2 separate regions of the Oryctolagus cuniculus genome follow, and region 2 is linked to region 1. The links are chromatin contacts, called in public Micro-C maps. All regions are on one chromosome and are shown on one strand. The core of a region is the stretch at or near the end of the contact, and the rest is flanking DNA. Distances in the headings are between cores, read along the strand shown. Region 1 has its middle 310 kb from the start of PHKB. Region 2 holds the start of ABCC12 (ATP binding cassette subfamily C member 12).

Region 1 (7,355 bases), core at 2,201-4,700:
AAAGGCAGAGTTACAAAGAGAGAAGGAGAGACAGAGATTTTCCATCCACTGTTTCACTCCCCAGATGACCACGACAGTCAGGACTGATCCAGGTCAAAGCCAGGAGCCAGGAGTTTCATCTGGGTCTCCCACATGGGTGGCAGGGGCCCCACACATGGACCATCTTCTGCTGCTTTTCCCAGCCCATTAGCAGGGAGCTGGATCAGAAGTGGAGCAGCTGGGACATGAAGCAACCCCCATATGGGATGCCAGCATTGTAGGTGGAAGTTTTACCCGCTATGCATTGCATTGACCCCTCCTTTTGTAACTGAAACATTAAGTAACTGCGCTAGAACTTGTTGTTTTGGATACGTTTCACTTTCCACTTGCCTGTTGGGGCACTGTGACTTGCTCAGACCATTCCAGTCACATATGGCAGAGATTGGAGAGATCAAATCTACTCCTTACAGCTTAGGGTTCTAGGTGAGGCTTAGGTTCTCTCAAGCAGATCCGTTCACTTGAGACCCAGTCAGTGCAGGGTCTGTGTGGAGATAGATGGGAAAGGATCCAGCATCCGTGTTATTCATACAGACTGTGTGACACAGGAGCCACAGCTAGGGTGGCAGCTTCCTGGTCATGGCCAGGGCGGCAGCTCCCTTGGTTGTCCAGGACTTCATTGTAGTTATTCCTGAGAAGTTAGAATTGGTTAACGCACATGGTTGGGTTTAAAGAAAGTGGAGATACAATGATCATTGGAAGACTGTGGCCCCTGGCTCCAAAAGTAGAAGCTGTGTAACCACTTGAAATAAAAGACCTACTGAGGCTGGTGCCGCAGCTCAATAGGCTAATCCTCCACCTTGCGGCACCGGCACACCAAGTTCTAGTCCCAGACGAGGCGCCGGATTCTGTCCCGGTTGCCCTTCTTCCAGTCCAGCTCTCTGCTGTGGCCCGGCAGTGCAGTGGAGGATGGCCCAAGTGCTTGGGCCCTGCACCCCATGGGAGACCAGGAGAAGCACCTGGCTCCCAGCTTTGGATCAGCACGGTGCGCCGGCCACAGCACGCCGGCTGCGGCAGCATTGGGGGGTGAACCAATGGCAAAGGAAGACCTTTCTCTCTGTCTCTCTCTCACTGTCCACTCTGCCTGTCAAAAAAAAAAAAAAAAAAGACCTACTGAAATTCAGCCTTAGGTGGACAGACAACTGATGCGATATCTTCCTGTAGGCTCATAAAGAATGCGAGGTATTTCTCATTGTGTCAGAAATTCTAAAGGATATACAGGCTCTGTATATGCTTAACACAATAGGAAAATAAGGGTGTCTTTTTAACTACCCCAGAAAGCTTCCATTTTTTATATCCACAGGGTAGACATAAGCCAAAATGAGAATCAAAATCGGAGCCGGCGGCCTGCTAATGTCTCCTGAAAACATTAAAATATTGAATGGGGAAACAGATTGCTAACTTTGGGAGGAGGTCGTTTACTCTGAGTGTCTGAAACACCCAAATCTGAGACCACCTCTCTGCAGTAGAACTGGCCTCTCCTCTGTCAAAGGCTGTGAAGCTGCCTGTGTCTAAGACCCGTGATGACCTCACCTGAGATGCCCACATTGCCAGGGGACATTAGTGCTCCTCATGTTACATACCCAACACCCTGCATTGCCTTGAGACAGAACTCTAGACTCTAGAGTAGGATCAGACTCAAAGTCAAACCCCCAAGGAAGAAGTGAAAACATTAAAAATAATTGCAGGATTTGAGGATTTGTAGGAACAGCCTGGAGAAATGCATGAAATGGATTCTGAAGGTATAGGGCAAGGAGGGCAGAAGCCGGTCTATCCAGGCTGCCTCCATCAGTGCCAGCGTGTTTACCGACTCTGGAGTCAGCATGCTGGGCACAGCTACCTGTTGTTCTACATGTTTGCTTATTCAGCTGAGTGAAGCTGGATTGGATGGTGACATGTCCTGAGGGTGGTATAAATGTCCAAAACTCCTTTGCACAGTATCGAAGAAGATGTTCACAGAGAAAGATGGGAATGTTCTCTCTCCTTCTCTCTCTCTCTCTCTCTCTCTCTCTCTCCTTCTCCCCTCTCTCTGTCACTCTACCTTTCAAATAAACAAAATGAAAATAAGAACTTAGTGTAACTAAGTTTATTTTTAGTTTAAGAAAAAGAAAACTAAAGGTGTTGGAATGGATTTGTATGCCTGACCTGCTCATCCAACCCCTAACTGTGTTTTGGAGAGGGTGCAGAGAACTGGGCATTGAGAAGGACAGCATAGTTCCACATGCCCATGCTGCTGTATCAAGCTCAACTCCTCTTTCTATCCCATGCCATGCAAATCACACTGGCATTACCTTCAAAATACATCCACATGGCTGGCGCCATGATTCACTAGGCTAATCCTCCGCCTGTGGCGCCGGCATCCCAGGTTCTAGTCCCGGTTGGGGCGCCGGATTCTGTCCAGGTTGCTCCTCTTCCAGTCCAGCTCTCTGCTGTGGCCCGGGAGTGCAGTGGAGGATGGCCCAGGTCCTTGGGCCCTGCACCTGCATGGGAGACCAGGAGGAAGCACTTGGCTCCTGGCTTCGGATGGGCGCAGCGTACCGGCTGCAATGCGCCAGCCGTAGCGGCCACTTGGGGGGTGAACCAACGGAAAAAGGAAGACCTTTCTCTCTGTATCTCTCTCTCTCTCACTGTCTAACTCTGCCTGTCCAAAAAAAAAAAAAAAATACGTCCACAGTCCAAACACGTCTCACCTCCACCACGGTTATGTCTCCCCCAGGTCTCCATCCTAGGCTCCCGATTGTCTCCCTACTTCTTCTGCCATTGGTCCCCTTCATGCTGCCCTCTGAACAACAGCCAGGGTGACCTGCTGCTGTGTCTTTTTTCCAAGAACTAATTCTCCAGTTCTCTGATACTAACTGGGTTTCCTACAGTTCAATTCAGTTCTGCTTCTAACAACCAAGGGTTAGCCTGGGCTTTCATAAGTCAAGGTTTCTATCCCATAAGATGCCTCCACTTCTGAACCCAGCCACGAGGGGGGGACCCCAGGCTACTCACACTTCTGTGTGGCCAACCATAAATTGGAGGGTTCCCAAGACCCACTCTCCCTCCCTCAGTCACTATAGTGACTCACAGAATACAGGGAAGAGCTATGCTGGCTGTTACACTTGCATTATACAGGATGCAACCCAGCAACAGCCCAATGGAAGAGATGCAAAGGACAAGGTGGGGAGCAGGGGTTGGGGTGGCACAGAGCTGGACGCCCTCTCCAAACACACTCCCGAGGTCATCCCCGTGTTCACAAACCTAGAAGCTCCACTAGCTTCGTTGTTTCAGAGTTCTAATGGAGGTGTCATTAGGTAGGTGCAATTTACTAAGACTTTGGCTCTTGGTAATTGAACTTAATGTCCAGCCCTGCTCCTCTGTCCATAGGTACAGAGTGAGCTGGAAATTCCAACTCTAATCATGTGGTTGGTTTTGGTTTTCCTGGTCACACGCCTGGAGACTGAGGCTCTGAGTCATCCTCAGCCTATGAGTCATCTTGTTATCATAAAAAAGACACTCCTTGGCAAATGCCAAGGCTTTTAGGAGTTCTGAGTCAGGAACTGCGGACAACAGCAAATATATATATTTTTTATTATACCACATTCTGGTGAACCACAAACCACATCATGTCACAACCCTGTTTGGAATACCCATTTCTTTCAGAGTAAAAGCTAAAATTCTCACAAAGGACCACAGCACAGTGTGTCCGGGCTCTCTGCCTTCCTTTAATGATCTCCCTCTAGCCACAGCATTTCCAGTGATGTAGAGAATCCCCACCACAAGCTTCTGCCCAGTAGCTGTTTCCTCTGACCAGACATTTTGCCCGAGAAACCAAAGTGGAAGGGCAGACGTCGGTGCAATGTTCAGGGTAACGCTGGGAGCGCCCACATCCCATATCAGAGCAAAGTATTCAAGTCCCAGTTCCAGGTTCCTAATAATGCACACCTTGAGAGGCAGCAGGTGACGGATCAGGAACTGACTTTCTGCCACCCACATGGGAGACCCAGATGGAGTTCCCAGCTCCTGGCTTCAGCCTGGCCCGCCTCTGGCTGTTGCAGGCATTTGAAGAGTGAACCAATGCATGGATGATCTCTTTCGGTCTTTTTCTTTTCTTGCTCCTCCCCAAAACCTTCAAGTAAATAAATAAATAAATTTTTCTTTACTTTTTTTTTTTTTTGACAGGCAGAATTAGACAGAGAGAGAGAGAGAGAGAGAGAGAGAGAAAGGTCTTCCTTCCGTTGGTTCACCCCCCAAATGGCTGCTACTGCTGGCACGCTGCACTGATCCGAAGCCAGGAGCCAGGTGCTTCCTCCTCGTCTCCCATGCGGATTCAGGGGCCCAAGCACTTGGGCCATCCTCCACTGCCTTCCCGGGCCACAGCAGAGAGCTGGACTGGAAGAGGGGCAGCCAGGACAGAATCCGGCGCCCCAACAGGGACTAGAACCCGGAGTACCAGCGCCACAGGTGGAGGATTAGCCAAGTGAGCCGCGGCACTGGCCAATAAATAAATTTTTAAAGAGAAACCAAGGTGTCTCCTTCCTTCTCTCCCTTTCCCAAAGCTCACTGAGAAGTGAGGCTCTGTCTGACCTCCCTGTTAAAATTGTTAGACTCCTCTAACACTCCACATTGTCCTCTGCTTTATTTTCCTCTGTAGCACATATTGCCAGCTTGCATAGTATGTACCTTATTTGTTTGTTTGTTTGTTTTTTTAATTCGCCCCACTAGTATGGATCTATTTCTCCCTGGAGATCTATTATTTTTTGCCACATGTATTGTGTTACTGTGTTCGGGGGAACATACACATTAGGTTTATTATATCGGGGTGGGCATTTAGCTTAATGGTTAAGACCCCTGCATCCCATATAAGAATGTTTGGCCGGGTCAGCTCTGTGGCGGAGTAGGTTAATCCTCCACCTGTGGCACTGGCATCCCATATGGGCGCCGGTTATAGACCAAGCTACTCCTCTTCTGATCCAATTCTCTGCTATGGCCTGGGAAAGAAGTAGAAGACGACCCAAGTCCTTGGGCCCCTGCACCCACGTGGGAGACTTGGAAGAAGCTCCTGGCTCCTGACTTCGGACTGACTCAGCTCTGGCCATTGCTGCCATCTGGGGAGTGAACCAGCAGATGGAAGGCCTCTCTCTCTCTGTCTCTACCTCTCTCTGTAATTCTGTCTTTCAAATAAATAAAATAAATCTTAAAAGAAATTATGGGGAATTGATAATGGCTTATAGATTGTGACAGTTGGATGGAAGACCTTTCTCTGTATCTCATTCTCACCATCTGTAACTCTCCCTTTCAAATAAATCTTTTTTAAAAAGTCTTTAACTTAAAAAAGAATAAAGAATATTTGGCTCCTGGCTGCAGCTTCCTGCCACTGCAGATCTTGGGAAGCAGAAGTGATAGCTCAAGTAACTGGGGCTTCGCCACCTCCATGGGAGACCGGGATTCAGCTCTCAGCTCCGGGCTTCATCCCTGGCCCATCCCAGGCTATTTCAGGCATTTGTGGAGTGAACCAGTCGATGGGAGCTCTCTCTCTCTCTCTCCCCCCCTCTCACATTCTCTCTCACATCTCTCCACCTCTCAAATAAATAAATATTTTTAAAATGTTGTATTAGCTTAGAGAACTGCCCCCTTTATCATTCATAAAACATGTATTGCTGATAATTTTCCTTGCTCTGACGCCTTCTTTGAAATTAACAAGCTGCTCCAGCTTTCTTTCGATTAGTGATAATATATCTGTGATATTTCTTTCTCTATTCCTTGACTTTTTTCCTTTCTTTTTTATTATGACAAAAATAACCCATATAAAATGTACTGTAGTAACCATTTTTTATAGTAACCATTTTTAAGTGTGCAGTTCAGAGCATTAAGCATATGGCCATGTTGGGCCACAGATCTTCAGAACGTTTTATGTTGCAAAACTGAAATGCTTCGCCCATTCATCAGTGTCTCATTTTCCCCTCCCTCAGCCCCTGGCAACCACCGTCCTACTTTCTTTTTCTATGACTTTGGCTATTTTAGATTCTTTATATAAGTAGGATATACAGTATTTATCTTTTGGTGTGGCTAATTTCCCTTCGCATAAGGTCTTTAAGTTCCATCCAGGTTGTAGCATGATAGGATGACCTCCCTTTCTGGAGCTGAATCCTACCCCATGCTAGGGACCACATGTTGCTTTTGTATTTATCAATGGTGGGGGAGGACCCTTGGATTGTTTCGTGCTCTTAATGGCAGTGAACAATGCTGCTATGAACTTGGATGCCCAAATATTTTTTGAAGACCCTGTTTTCGGTTCTTTTGTGTATAACCCAGAATTGGGATTGCTAGTTCTTAAAGTAATTCTATTTTTAATGTTTTGAGGAGCTAACATGCTATTTCCCACAGAAACTGCACCTTTCATAATGCCACCAACAACTGCACAGGGTCCCAGTTTCTCCACATCCTTATCAACACTTGTTATTTTCTGTAGTTGCCTTTTTCTTATAGTAGCCTTACAAGTATAATGCCTTATTGTGCTTCTGATTTGCATTTCTCTAAGGATTAGTAATATTGAGCATCTTTTCATATATTAACTGGCCATTTATTATCTTTGGAGAAATGTATATTCAATTCTTTTGACCATTTTAAAATCAGGTTGTTTTTGCTGTTGTTTCCATTGAATTCTAGAATTTATCTATATATTATGGATATAAATCTCTCATCAGTTATATGATTGGCAAATATATTATCCCATTCTAGTTTTTGACTTTTCACTGCTTGGATTGTGTTATTTGATGGAGAGAAGTGTTTAAGTCCGGTATAGAACCATTTGTCCAGATGTGCTTTGCTGACAATGCTTTTGGTGGCATAGTCAAGAAATCATTGCCAAATACAATGCCATGAAGTCTCCTCTATGTTATATTCCTAGGTCTTACTTCTAAATCTTTAATCCAGTGGGAGTCTACTCTTTGATATGGTATAAGGTAACTATCAGACTTCATTCTTTTACACGTGAGTATTCCCTTCTTGGGGTGCTACTCGTTGAAGATAGTCTTCTTTCTCTATTTGCTGCTCTTGGCAGCCTTGTAAAGGGCATTTGACCTTACTCCTGAGAGTTGGTTTCTGGGATGTCTGCTCTATTCCATTAGTCTACACGCCTATCATAATGTCATTGTCACAATATTCTGATTTCTAAATGCTTGTAGTATGTTTTGAAATCCAGAAATATGGATCTTCCAACTTCATTCTTCCTTGAGATTGCTTTGGCCATTCAAGGTCCCTTGAGATTCCGTGTAAATTCTAGGATTTGCTTTTTTCTATTTCTATTGTAGTAGAGATTGCACTGAATCTGTAAA
Region 2 (7,355 bases), core at 2,059-4,558, 360 kb before region 1:
CCCAGGGAAGAACTTTTGCCTGAAAGCCATCCTGTCCTCCAAGCAATGTTAGACCCTCAACCAGGCCCTGTAGGCACTGCCAGTTATTTCACATAAGGTGTGTGTTGTACCGGTGGGGACAGTTGCTGGAGGTGGCTGAGTTCCAACTGTTGAGTTCCTTGGCGGTCAATGCAAAGAAGGAGAGCGGTGTATTGCAGGATCATCAGTTAAATGGTTTCTCCAGCATTTAAAGAGACACACTAACTGCACAGCTAGATGAGTCATCGAGTGCCCCTCTGCCTGACGGGCGAGTTTTAATCCACAGGCTCCGCTCTCCGAGCCCAGGGACCTGCTTAGGTCTCTAAGTTGTCAAGCGGTGGGGCTGAGGCCAGGACTCACGGCTTCTGTAATCGTTCTGTTGTTTATTAGAAGGTTTTCTCTCTCATTGTTGGCTACCTGCCTTCTGGCTGACCAACCCTGCTGCTCCTTGCACTTAACGCTGTAAACATCCATTCAGATTTCTCCGCCACTTTCCAAAGTCTTTTCACATCAACTCCGTTGGCCGTTTCTACCGTGCCTCTCTCCTTAGGCAAAGAGAATGAAAAACCCAACTCCCCTCTTAGCAGATACCTCTGTGGATTTCTACCAGACAGGTCCTAATAGCAACACAGCAACTAGAAATCTTATTTCTTGGGAAATCTGGCTAATTTTTAGAAAATATTTATTTATTTGTAAGTGGAATTATGGAGAGAGACAGAGATTTTCTATCTGCTGATTCACTCCCCAAATGGCTGCAAAGGCTGGGGCTGGACCAGGCCAAAGCCAGGAGCCAGGACCTCCATCTGGGTCTCCTATGTGGGTGGCAGGGGCCTAGTAACTTGGACCAAATTTCATTGCTTTCCCAGGCACATTAACTGAGAGCTGGATCAGAAGTGGAGCAGCCAGGACTCAAACTGGTGCCCATATGGGATGCCCGGCACTGAGGGCAGCAACAGTGCTTAAATATATATATTTATATATTTAAGATTTATTTATTTATTTGAAAGACAGAGTTACAGAGAGGCAGAGGCAGAGAGAGAGAGAGAGAGAGGTCTTCCATCTGCTGGTTCACTCCCCAAATGGCTGCAATGGCCAAAGCTGTGCCGATTGGAAGCCAGGAGCCAGGAGCCAGGTCTCCTGCGTGGGTGCAGGGGCCCAAGCACTTGGGCCATCCTCCACTGCTTTCCCAGACCACAACAGAGAGCTGGATTGGAAGTGGAGCAGCCAAGACTAAAACCAGTGTCCACATGGATGACAGCACCACAGGCGAGGTGGCGCCTGTGGCTTTGCCACGGTGCTGGCCCCTATTTTAACATTATTATTTACAAAGGATAACTGCTGCTTCTTGAGTGTTTCCAATGTTTAAGGCATGTCACTCACATGATTGAATTTAGTCCTTAATGAATTTACAACACATTGAGGTTACAATTCTCCTTTTGTGTGGTTTCTATTTTCGGCCCTCCATGGCACCAATTCTATGCATCGCCAGCAGGGGGCTTCACAATCCTTCCTGGGACTTGGGGCCAGATCTCTTTAATTCTCTCCCCCTCTCTCTTTCTCCTTCCCCTCTCCCACTGGTCTCATTTTTAAAAGAATTTCAGACAGCCTCACAGAACCTCCGTGGTGGAAAATCCTCTTTCCTTTTCACCACTGAGTGCCACGGTTCCTGTTGGACACACAGACTCCCCCCCCCACCCCCGCCCCCCGTCACGTTTAAACTGTGTGTCAGATCTCCCTGGATACCGCTGGGCTGACATGTTTGTGTACAACATAAAAGTATTCAAACGATCAAGGAAGCCAGAGCTGGGATTCCTGGTTGCTTTCTTCTCCCTGCAGTCAGTGCACTGGGTTCTCCCGCCTTTCCTCCCCCGCAGGGGTCTCCGCAGGCTGGGCTTCAGCTCTGTGACCTTGGCTGAGTCTCTTCACTGCCTGCTGCAGGCACCCATCTGTTCTTGTCCGACTCCTTTGGGCAGAGACTGGACAGCCCCTCCCCTGCCCTACTTCCCCTCTGCTCCCCATAGGCCAACAGTCTTCTCTCCAAAGTCCCCAACCGAGGCTAGTCTCGGTGCAAGGCCACCTCCGCCAGGCCTTCCAGGGACATGGAGGAAACGCGCGGGAATCCCCCTTTCTGTCAACATGGCCGGATTTGCGTGCATCCTCTGAAGCTGGGAGACAGGGAGAGGGAGTCTGGGGGTGCTGGGGGGACCTCCTGGGGTGGGGGGATGGTAAACAGGATTAAGCACTTCCCTGTACAAAAGGGCTCTGCAAATACCAGCTGACTGTATTAGCGGTAGTGCGGCCGTGGGGAAGGGATGGAGGCTGTGGAAGGGGGACAAGAACACCCCCGTTGGGCCAGCCCCCTCCCCAGGCTGGGGATCTGGCCACCCCACAATCCCCTGCTCACTCCTGTCTCACTCTTGTCCTGAAGATGAGTGTGGGGTTGGGCACAGGCAGTGATCTGCATCTTCAGGAAGTTGTGCGGCCAGAACCAGCCAGCAGGGGGAGAACTTGGCCAGCAGGAGGGAAAGCAGAGCCCTGGGCCGCTAGGAAAAAAAAAAAAAAGAAAAGAAATGCTACAGCAACATTTGTCATAAAATCTGTTTGAGTCAGGTGGAGAAGGTCTCCTAAGGTGCCTAAGTAATTCTTGAAAATGAGTCAACGTTTATTTCTGACTGCAAGGATCTTGCACCCTCCCAACCCCGTGGAAGCCACACACTCACTTTGGCTTGCAACGGCCCAGAAAAGACCTGTGCCCCCGTTGGCAGTGCTTGAGTAAGGACAAACCTGAAACCTTCATGCAAAAGAGGGAGCAGCTAGGGCCTGTCTCAAACTTACCTTCCGCTCAATGCAAGATAAAAAAAAAAAAAGTTCAAATCGCACCTTTGTTTTCGGCCACACGAGCAGGGACTGTATGGATGAGCGTTTCTGTGTTTTGAAAATGGGACTCCTTGCACCTTCCCTGCCTGCAGGGTTGCCTCGCCTTTGCAGGAGGCAGAGGGGGAAATGGGACGCATTCTCGAAGGCAGGTGCCTGGAATAGGACTCAGGAGACTTGGGTGCTGGTCTCAGCTCCTGCCCCAAGCCACTCGTGCAAGGCATCTTGCTTCTCTGTCTCCACAGCTGGGGACGGGCTCTTCCACAAAGCTGTGCTGTGGCCAGCCACAGAAGGGGTGGCCGTCCCTGAAGGCACTGGTCCACGACACGGGCCCCTCCCGGAAGGGGCAGTGCCCTTTAATGTGGGTGGAGGGAATGTTGGCCCCCCAGAGTTCCCTCCTTGGGGGTGGTGGGAGCGGCAGTTGAATGGGGCAGTTGGAGAGGAGGGCTCCGGGCAGGTGGGACGCGAGGAGCCAGAGCAGAGGTGCGTGGAGAGGTGGGCAGCAGGCTCCGAGCCCCATGGCTTCTGATTGGTCCCTCCTCCTCTGCTTGCAGCCCTGAGGACCAGCGTGCTCCCTGCTCAGGTAAGCACCTGTGTGTTGCGGTCAGTGGCCACCAGCTGGTCCCTGGGGCTGTGGAGGGTGACACCCTCCACTGTGGCTGCCTCTGTGTGAGTGTTGCTGGGGGCAGGGGGAAGCAGGGACTTGGGGATCTCAGAGGGTCGGGGGGATCCTGGGGCACTTCCATTTTGGGAGGTTTCAGCTATCATCAAGGAAAAGCAGAAATCCCAAGACGGGAGTTCAGAATCTGTGACATACAAACAGTCTATATTGAATAAATTGGTCTTTTGACACACACACAGTACTGTTCACAAGTCAATCATGGGAGATGGAGATACACACACACACACACACACACACACCCCTTGAATGCCTGCTGCATCGCTGTGTGGCTCTCATAGTTTCAACCCAAGGGCTTTCCTCTTCTTCCGTTGTATCTGTACTGAGTCAGTGACCTCGTTGGGGACCCCCCCTCCCCGGGGATGCGAGGACGTAAACCAGATCCCTCCCTTCCCGCACCCTCAGATTTCTTGCACAAGCGTCCTCATCTCCCCTCTCCACTTCCTTCCTCCTCTCCCACACCAGCCCCTCATCCTTCAGGGTCCTTGCCCGGTCTGGCTGCCCACGATGGTGCCTGGACACGTGGAGAGGTGAGGGGCGGGGCCTGAGGACAGCTTTGGCGCTGCACCTCTGGGCTGGAGACTGACAGCGCTGGAGGAAGGGGTCGGGGCAGCATGAGACCATCCCTGTTGATAATGCACTATGGGCTTTAAAAAGGGCTTGCAGGGGGAGGGCCACAGTCCCTGATCCAGCAAGGTCGTGGGGAAAGGCTTGGGGACACGGAGGAAGGGCTCCTGTGATGGGCACCAGCAAAGACTGGTTCTCAGGCACAAAGCTGTGAATTTTCTGGGTTGGGGGGACAGACAGAAATAAGAGTAAGTAGGAAATGTTTCTCCTTGAGATACCCTCTAGACATCTGTTCTCCCACTGTGGACAGAGACAAGGATGGAGAAAAATGAGTGCACTCCCTGGCAAAGAGCAGTGCAAATGTGGGGAGACAGTAAGGAGGGGTGGGGACTGTATTGAACAGAGGCATGCCCCACCTGCTCGGCATCAGCTGGTGGAAGCCACACCAGCAACTGGAACTCACGATTTTCCGACAAAAGCAGAAAGTTTTTATTTTTTTTAAAGATTTATTTATTTATTTGAAAGAGTTACACAGAAAGAGAAGGAGAGGCAGAGAGAGAGAGAGAGAGAGAGAGAGAGAGAGAGAGAGGTCTTCGATCAGCTGGTTCACTCCCCAAATGACCACAATGGCCAGGCTGAAGCCAGGAGCCAGGAGCTTCTTCCAGGTCTCCCATACGGGTGCAGGGGCCCAAGCACTTAGGCCATCCTCCACTACCTTCCCAGGTGCATCAGCATGGAGCTGGAATGGAAGTGGAGCAGCCGGGACTTGAACCAATGCCCATATGGGGTGCCAGCATGGAGGCAGCGGCTTTACCCGCTATGCCACAGTGCTGGCCCCATAAATGTATCTTAAAAAAATGAAAGACATGGTGTCTCCTAATTATTGTTTTCCACAAAGTAGAAGGAGATTTTAACAGTGCAGATCCTGATAAAGGGACCAGTACATCAGTGTATCTGTTTGCATCCTGTGCTCCCAACAGAGTCCTTCCTGCTTCTGCCGTGCAGTCTGTTGAGGTCAGGGTGGGCGCCGTCCCCTTGCAAGCGAGCAGGAGCACCGGGGACTTTGTGCTGTCTCCTGCTGACCCTCAGCTGCTCCGCTGGAGAGAGCCAGGCCAGGGACAGAGTCGTGATGGCTGCAGGGCCCCTGGCCTGGCCACTCCCAGCTCTCACTAAGCTGCCCCACTGCTCCCTGTCCCCCGTGACTGTGAGAGCAGATTTCTCACCTCAGGCAGCTCCTCACTCCTGGCAGAGGCTGGCATGACAGACGGCGATGGAGACGTTAGCCAAAGCAGACTTCCTGATTTACAAAGCCTCATTTCCCCCCGCGGCTGCCGAATTTAGCAACGTGCCATTCCAGCTGCAAGGCTTCCAAGCCGTCTTAGGTAATCACAGCTCTGCTTGCCCCGCTGAGTATTCAAGGAAATTACCTCTCAGCGCCCATTGCCTATGCATTCTGATTGCCCCAACCTGGCCCTGCAGGCCTGGCCTCCTGAACTGGGCTCAGGACCCCTAAGGGAAGCTGTGACAGCTACCTGTGAGCACCCTTGGCTGTCAGCACTGTGAGTGGAAAAACAGAAACTATAGGTGCAGGGTTCTCCTGGCGCGGGGTCCCAGCTGTGCACAAGACGCACCAGGCTGGAGGGCCTGGGGAGTTTATTCTGCAGAGGGGAGAACAGCCCACCCGGGGTTGGGGCAGCTGAAGGAAACAAAGACCATTTTCCGATAGCAGAAGGCGTACACCCAGGGGACACAGGCGTGCTATGCCCGGCTCCTGAGACCAGAGCCAGTGCTCAGAGCCCTGAGTTCCACAGAAGGAAAAAGCTCACTCCCTTTAGGGCTCTTTCCTTAAAAAAAAAAGTTTCATTTTTTCTTTTCAAATTCGCAGAAAAGTAGCAAGAGTCGTGCTGAGAAATCCTAACTACCCTTGCCCGAGGTTTGCAAACGACCATGAGCATCTTGCCCCATTTGTTCTTGCCTTCTCTCTCTCTGCATTGCTGTTTTTCTGACACAGTTGAAAGTCAATGGCAGGCATTTCGCTCTTTTATCCCTAAATTCTTCAGCGTGTGTTTCTCAAAAACAGAACCAGAATCAGAAAAATTATTAATTTTCAAATTGCATCACGGTCAAAATCAGGAAATTTAACTTTGATGTAATATTTTTTACATAATCTTATAGCCTACATTCAAATTTTGGTAATTGGCCCAATTATATCAATTAGAAAACAATTTTTTTCCTGGCCCAGGATGCAATCCAGGATGATGTATTACTTTTAGGTGTCATGTCTCTCTCTTTTCTTAAATATTTTTTAAAAATTTACTTGAAAGGTAGAGAGAGAGAGAGAGAGAGAGAGAGAAAGACAGAGATAGACAGTGGAAGATCTTCCATCCAGCGGTTCACTCCCCACAGGTGCATGACAACCAGGTCTGGGCCAGGCTGAAGCCAGGAACCAGGAACTCCATCTAGGTCTCCCCTGTGGGTGGCAGAGACCAAGTACTTGAGCATCACCTGCTGCCTCCCAGGGTGCACATTAGCAGGAAGCTGGAGTCAGAAGCAGAGTCGGGACTTGATTTGAAATTGGCTCTGTGACACAGGACGTGGGTGTCCCACGGGGTGTTACCCACAGAGCAAAATGCTCCCCTCTGGACACCTTTGTCTCCATAGTGTCTTTCCATCTGGAATGCTTTTTTTTAAACAGAAGCACTCTTTTTTTCCTTAAAGATTTATTTATTTATTTGAGAGAGACAGTTACAGACAGAGAGAGGAGGAGACAGACAGAGAGAGAGATCTTTCATCCACTGGTTCACTCCCCAAATGGCCACAACAGCTGGAGCTGGGCCAATCTGAAGCCAGGATCCAGAAGTTTCTTCCAGGTCACCCATGTGAATGTAGAGGCCCAAGTACTTGGGCCATCTCTGCTGCTTTCCCAGGTGCATTAGCAGGGAGCTGGATTGGAAGTGGAGCATCTGGGACTCGGACCAGTGCCCATATGGAAGGACAGCGTTGCAGGCAGAGGCTTAACCCGCTATGCCACAGCATTGGCCCCAGTATTTGCATTCTTAACATTATAATGAAATACTAGAGAAACTTGGGAGGATCCCCACGTGACTTCCAGATCTCATCGTTGTCCTCCAGGAAACGCTGATTACTTTGAATTTGCTATAGAAATTTCCTACCCATTTCTTCAAAATAAACAATTTTTAGGATAATTTTAGATTTA

Evidence for each region. Hi-C and Micro-C count contacts between places; a contact is called where the count stands out from the background.
Region 2: a Micro-C map of ear pinna shows a contact between it and region 1, with 3 times the contacts expected there. The contact joins the promoter of ABCC12 here to the enhancer-like site in region 1. A contact is called at or near these places in 2 of 6 Hi-C or Micro-C datasets (ear pinna and an unstated tissue).

The regions. Positions count from the first base shown.
Region 1 is chr18:31,525,401-31,532,755 of mOryCun1.1, reverse strand. No RefSeq gene overlaps it. Among named protein-coding and RNA genes, the nearest start is that of PHKB, 310 kb to the right of the region's middle. Within about 2 kb of position 3,450, at least 1 of the 8 cell types and tissues checked has an H3K27ac peak or open chromatin away from gene starts, as enhancers often do.
Region 2 is chr18:31,880,295-31,887,649 of mOryCun1.1, reverse strand. It overlaps ABCC12 (ATP binding cassette subfamily C member 12), which reads left to right and starts at 3,308. Exons shown (of 29, transcript XM_051833879.2): 1 at 3,308-3,475.